2 separate regions of the Zea mays genome follow, and region 1 is linked to region 2. A link is a contact called in public Hi-C data. All regions are on one chromosome and are shown on one strand. The core of a region is the stretch at or near the end of the contact, and the rest is flanking DNA. Distances in the headings are between cores, read along the strand shown. Region 1 holds the start of LOC100281294 (no apical meristem protein). Region 2 holds the start of LOC103636169 (pentatricopeptide repeat-containing protein At1g30610, chloroplastic).

The links. A called contact is a pair of places that touch in the nucleus more often than the background predicts.
Region 1: a Hi-C map of endosperm shows a contact between it and region 2, with 1.9 times the contacts expected there. The contact joins the promoter of LOC100281294 here to the promoter of LOC103636169 in region 2. A contact is called at or near these places in 3 of 25 Hi-C or Micro-C datasets (endosperm, leaf and an unstated tissue).

Annotation. Positions count from the first base shown.
Region 1 is chr8:154,503,803-154,506,752 of Zm-B73-REFERENCE-NAM-5.0, reverse strand. LOC100281294 (no apical meristem protein) reads left to right here and starts at 1,277. Exons shown (of 1, transcript NM_001154212.3): 1 at 1,277-2,682. The coding sequence starts at 1,383. The coding sequence ends at 2,453.
Region 2 is chr8:154,253,823-154,256,796 of Zm-B73-REFERENCE-NAM-5.0, reverse strand. It overlaps LOC103636169 (pentatricopeptide repeat-containing protein At1g30610, chloroplastic), which reads right to left and starts at 1,341. Exons shown (of 10, transcript XM_008658523.3): 1 at 642-1,341; 2 at 1-520. The coding sequence starts at 473.

The DNA.
Region 1 (2,950 bases), core at 28-2,527, 250 kb before region 2:
TGGTACATGCTTTTTATTTATATATAATAAAAACAAATCATTTATGTTATAAATGTGATTTATTGTGTAGCCTCGCGAGCCACCATCGAGCCGAGCCTCATTTTCTAGCTCATAATACGACCAGGCGAATAGAGCTTGGTTCATTGGTTCGCTGAGCTCAGTTCGTTTCTAGCCCTAAGTGGGATGGTAGAACAAACAAAAAAAAAATGTTTTATTTGATAAGATTCAAAGAGTAAATATTCGTCCGCAAATTTATCATGATTCGGTAAGAATAACAACAAAAGAAGATTTAAAAGAAAGGATTATATTTTATATAAATATTGAATTTGGATATATTCTAGATCTTCTTCCTTGACAATATATTTATTTTTCTTTCTTAAGAACGTCGTGGAGAGGAAAGAGAATCTTTATACATAGAACGGAGAAACGTAGAGGATGCTGCTACAGGAGACAAGGAGATAAGGGAGGAAATCTCAATTTAGAATAGATGAAATAATCGTTTATAGGCTCCTGCAGCCAGCGTAGTTTTGTTCAATTGCGTACCGGGCCTGGTGGGCCTGTACGCAGAAATTTAGAATGGAAAAAGAGTAGAACACGCCAATGGGCTTCGTTCAGGTGTCTGAGCAGCACCCAGTCCAGTGGGCTTTTTAATCTGGTGTCCAACAACACCCAGTCCTCAAGCGGGTTTATGGCCTGTTTGAAACGAACACACGGTTTTTAAAAACTAATTTCTATCTCCAATTTCCAGGAACTGATTTATAGGGAAAAAAACTAGATATGCGCGTTTAAAACTAGTTCTTCGATACGTGATACGTGGTTTCACGGTTTCATCCGAAAGCCACTAAAAATAAATACAAGAGTGCTTTTAGTTTTCTACTACGAGAAAGTCAGCTTTTAGAAAAAAAAACTGTTTCTTAGATCCAACCTTTTGGTTTGACTTTTGGCTTATAGAGGATAAAAACCAAAACTAAAAGTCAAAAGCTAAACCAAACATACCATTAAAAATAGGAATCCAGTTTTTAGAAATTAGAGCATAAACTAGCATATTTATAAGTATGCCAATTTCTATTAACCAGTTTTTTAAAAACTAGGCGCTGAATCAATACTGAAACCAGGCTGACAAACCAAACCGATGATATTCTAGAACATTCAAGATAGGGTCAAATCCGGGTTTTTCCCATCCCTCCAATTTCGAGTCGGACTCCGCCCTGGAACCGACCCTGGGGATCGGCAAAAGGAAACGCGTGAATCGATGGCCATGTAAAGCGGCGGTTCCCCGTGCCCAATGCCTCAGGTTCCTATTCCATCTCGAATTCGGAGTCTTCTCTCGTCCCTGTCCCCCTCCAGCACCGCCGCCGCCGCCACCGCGCCGCAACCTCGCCATGGCACGCCCTCCGTCGGCGGCCCTCAAGCCGCCGTATCCGGCCTTCCAATCCCATCCCAGCGATCTCGAGCTCGTCAACTTCTATCTCCGTCCCTGGGTCGAGACCGGCGTCAAGACCGGCGCGTTCATCCACGACGCAGACGTGTACGCCGCTGACCCCAACTACCTCACCCGTCAGTTCGCGCCGGCGGTGGCCCAGGACGGCGAGCGGGCGTGGTACTTCTACACCCCGCTGCGCCACAAGAGCGTCCACGGGACGCGGAAGACGCGCACCGTGGCCACCGGCGGCGGGTGCTGGCACAACGAGGCGAAAGCTAGGCCCGTGTACATGGTCTCCAACGGGATGCACCAGATTGCGCATCGCCAGAGCTTCTCCTTCGTCGAGAAGGATGGCGGCGTGCGGGTCCGCACGGGTTGGCTCATGATGGAGCTCCGCCTCGTCGAGGACGGCGCCGCCGGGCAGAAACCGGAGGAGGACGGCGCCCTCGGGAGTCGCGTCCTGTGCAAGGTGTACCGCAGCCCGCGCAACCCCGAGCCAAGCGGCATCGAAGCCGCGACGGCGCCCGGGCAGAAGGCGGAGGCAGACGACGATGAATCTTGCGACGACGAATCTAGCGACGCGACGTTGGACGACGATGACAGCTCCAACGCGTCACTAGCGGCGGCATCGGGACCCAAGAGGGAATCCGACGAGGTGGAATCCAGCGACGCGACGGTGGCGGCACCTAGTCGCCATAGCGCGCCGAACGACGAGATCTCCGGCGGGTCCGCGGTGGCGCCCGGACGCAAGGAAAAGACGGAGATCGGGGAGGTCTCCACCGAGACGTCCGCGGCGGTGCGCAAGAGGAGAAAGGCCGACGGCAGCAGCTCCCCTAGCACTCCGGTTTCTACGACGGATATGCACTGCCCTCAGTGCGGCACCCATCTCATGCTAACACTGAACATGGCGGAGTCCAAATCGGAGGCGGGGCTCGCGAAGGACGAGTCGGCCACCGCCGCGCCTGATCAAGGCGGGACGGGTGAGTCTTCACAGAAGAATGTTCGGGTTCGGTTCCATCAGTTCCTGTGAGATCCAGGGTTCCTTCCTGCCCAGACAAATCCTGGGAAACAGAGCCATAGTTTCTTGTCTGTTATTTGGAAGAACGAAATAAGAAGATTTTAGATTAAGAATTCGTTAGAAGTAACCGTGTCTATTGCTGCAACGGTGATGTAATCGTGAAACCAAGACATAAGGCGTACGAATTTACACAGGCATGCAAATACAGGGATGGATATGAAACTACATTTTTGAAACTATATTTTTAAAGTAACCCTCTAACATGGTATATATACTCGTAAGACTTTCTTGACATAATTAAATAACCCTCTCACATGGTATACTCGTAAGGCTGACTCCAGCAATTTCTCCTCTTAAATCTCCTATTTATACTTTTTATTCAGATTTAAATATCTCGTCCTCAATCATTCTCACCCCTATTTCTCTACTCCCTCTATCATTCTCTCTATTCAGCTCATCATCTATCTTTTAATTAAACTATTTGACTTTCATATATCAGTTTTTGAAAG
Region 2 (2,974 bases), core at 92-2,591:
TCCTTCTGATTCTCATCCTTCGCCAAGTCCCTCTGAGGCCCCTGATTCCTTTCAAATGATTTATTCCTTGCATCACCAGACCTCCTATTCCTTTGTCGGCCATCACCCGCGAACCTTCTCCTCAAACTCTGGCCATCGGCGCCATGTAAATTCTTGCTCCTGTCCAACTTCACCGACTCCATGATTTTAACATAGTCAGTGAAAGTCGGGCTGAACGTCAGCTCCTTCTCGATGTGCCGAAGCTCTGACGACCCGGCACCGACCTCATCACGAGCCACAGCACCGTTACTTCTTGAATCAAGAACCCAGCCCCTCTTCCTTGACAAACCCCGGCGCAGTGGCAACATAAAGACGCTCCTCTCAGGAATCGAGAACCCGCGGCAATGCCACGAATTAGGCTGAGGAGTGGAGAGGAGAGCCCCGCAGCCACCCAAACTGAGCGGTCCCATGCTAGCATTCGGTGGCGCCGTCATTCCACTCCTCCGGAGCTGCGCCCACTACTGCATTGCTTATTGGCTTACTGCAGAAAAGGTTCTTGCTTATTGGCTTATTACAGAAAATGTTCTAACCAAGAAACTTAGCAGGCCAGAACGATCAGGCGGGAATTCTGAGGCTCGACCAATCGGAAGAAGCGCGTGTACCTGCGGTTGACCGCGCCCTAGCTGGCTGCCTCGGCGTTGTCTCCTCCTGTCTTGCGGCCTCGTCTGAGGAAGACTGTACTGGAAGTCGGGAAGGTTTGGACCCCGTTTGAACTTTGAATCCCTGTGGATTCTGAAAATCGCGATTAAAAAATCACGATGTCTTCCAAACGGTAGGGATAAAGAGAGAGATTACAAGAAAAAATTAAGAGCCAGATTCTTGAAATCTCCGAATCCCTCTCCTACCGGATAAACAAGGACTCGATAAAAAACATTCGTATCCCCAACTTCTCTTCTACCGTTTCTTCTCGGAAGCCCTTCTTGCACAGGCCAGTGCCTCCCAACTCCCGAAGCCACCGGCCCGAGAGTGCCGCAACGCTGGCTCAAGCCCGCCGCCGCGAGCTGCTTCAGTGCCTCCTCCGCCCCGCCCGCGTACACTGACGCCTCCGCCGCCCCGCTGCCTCCGGGCTCCGGCCGTCGACACGAGCCGCTGCCGCCACCGTCTCCCTTGCACTCCTGCACCGGCGCCAGGCGTCACTACTGCCACTCTCCCTTAGGCGCCTCACCACTGCGCCCGTGCGCAGTGCGCTGCTGCCTACCGTGAACACCACCCCCAGCTGTGCTCGGAGAGAGAGAGAGCAGCGAAAGAAGTCCCGAGATGCAGAGAAGGAACGAGGGATAAACCGGGAGAGATAAGTACGATAAGGACTATAGATGGCCATTTGCCACTAACATGATAGGTCAGCCCAGGCACGGCACAAAAAAGCACAGTCTAGGCACGACCCGGTCCGGTTAGTATAGTACCAGTGTCTGGCACGGCACGGCTATAGTGCCGTGCCTGGGCCACTATCTCGACCCGTAGTGCTCGCACGGGCACGACACAGTTACATTTTTTATTTTAAAAGTAATAGTTTACATATATTAAGTATAAGAATTCAACATATAACACAATAAAATTGTAGCTGCACTGGTTAGATGGATGTATTTAAGCCTCTTATGCACTAGGTTGTGAGTTTGAACCCCCACAATTGCACATTTTTTGCTAAATTATACAATATACTCAAATGGGTCATAGTGCCACCGGGCCGGCCCAGCACGACTAGCAGGCTGACGGGCCGTGCCTGGGCCGCGGCAGCGGCACGCCGGGCCGTGCCGTGCCGGTCCGTGCCGGCCCGTTTGGCCATCTAGGACTACTTTGGAACTTCAATTTTTCAAGGAGTTTCTTTTTTCTAAGAAAAAATAACTAATTTTCTTTGAAAAAATAGAAATTCTTTACTAGAATAAGATTCTCAAACTAGCCCTAAATAAATTTATGTTTTTTTTTGAATTTGGGTCTGTAATATTAAAAGAATACAAATTTAGATATATATAATTGTTATCTCACTTGCATGTGTGGTTCATATGAGTCGATGACATGATATATACCTAAAGTTATAATTTTTTAATGATATAAATTAAATTATTCATTTTTTGTCTAAACAAAATAAGGGTTGGATCTTGCAATTAAGTTCCATTCTAATAATTATAATTTAGGCATGAATCAATTAAACTAATATAAACTTACGTAGAATATATTTATATACTACTATTGCTATATAAGAGAGATATTTATGTGATATATTTCTACTATAAGAAACGAACTAGAATTGTGTGTTATAAATTTCATAGTAAAAATATAGATCAGTGATACATAAAATCAATTTCTATTCCTCGTCCTATAAATTTGAGATAAGGTTATATATAAAATTTGTAAGTGGAGGAATATCAAATTCTAAACTAAATAGCTTAAGAGGGTGTTTGAATGCACTAAATCTAAAGTTATCTGCTAAAATTAGTTGAATGCATCCAAACTAATAATTCAGCTATTAGAGCTTGTTTGACGGGGCTTCGACTCTGTCTTTTCTATGGGAAAAAATAAAGTCCTGCCAAACACTATTTTCTTAAAACAGCTTAATGTGAAAAGCACTTAAAAGCTAGAGTCATTTTTTACTACAAAGAAGAAGCCACAAATAGTAGTTTCACTGTCTTTAGCTCTGACTCTAGTACTTTAATACATGAAAATGTCTTTGGCTATAGGATAAGTCATTTCTGTCAAATGATTTGTGAAATGACTTCAGCTCTACCGAAAAAAACTTCTTTTTAGGAAAGCCAAAGTTAAAGTTGTTACTGGCAAGCCATAGCTCCACCAAACATACACTTAGCTACTTTTAGCAATTAGCTAATAGTTAGTTAGCTAGCTAATTCCACTGCAAATTTTTAGCCAACTAACTATTGCTCTAGTGCATTCAAACACCCCCTAAGTAGATTCCAATTCCTTCAAAATGTCCCTAATGCTA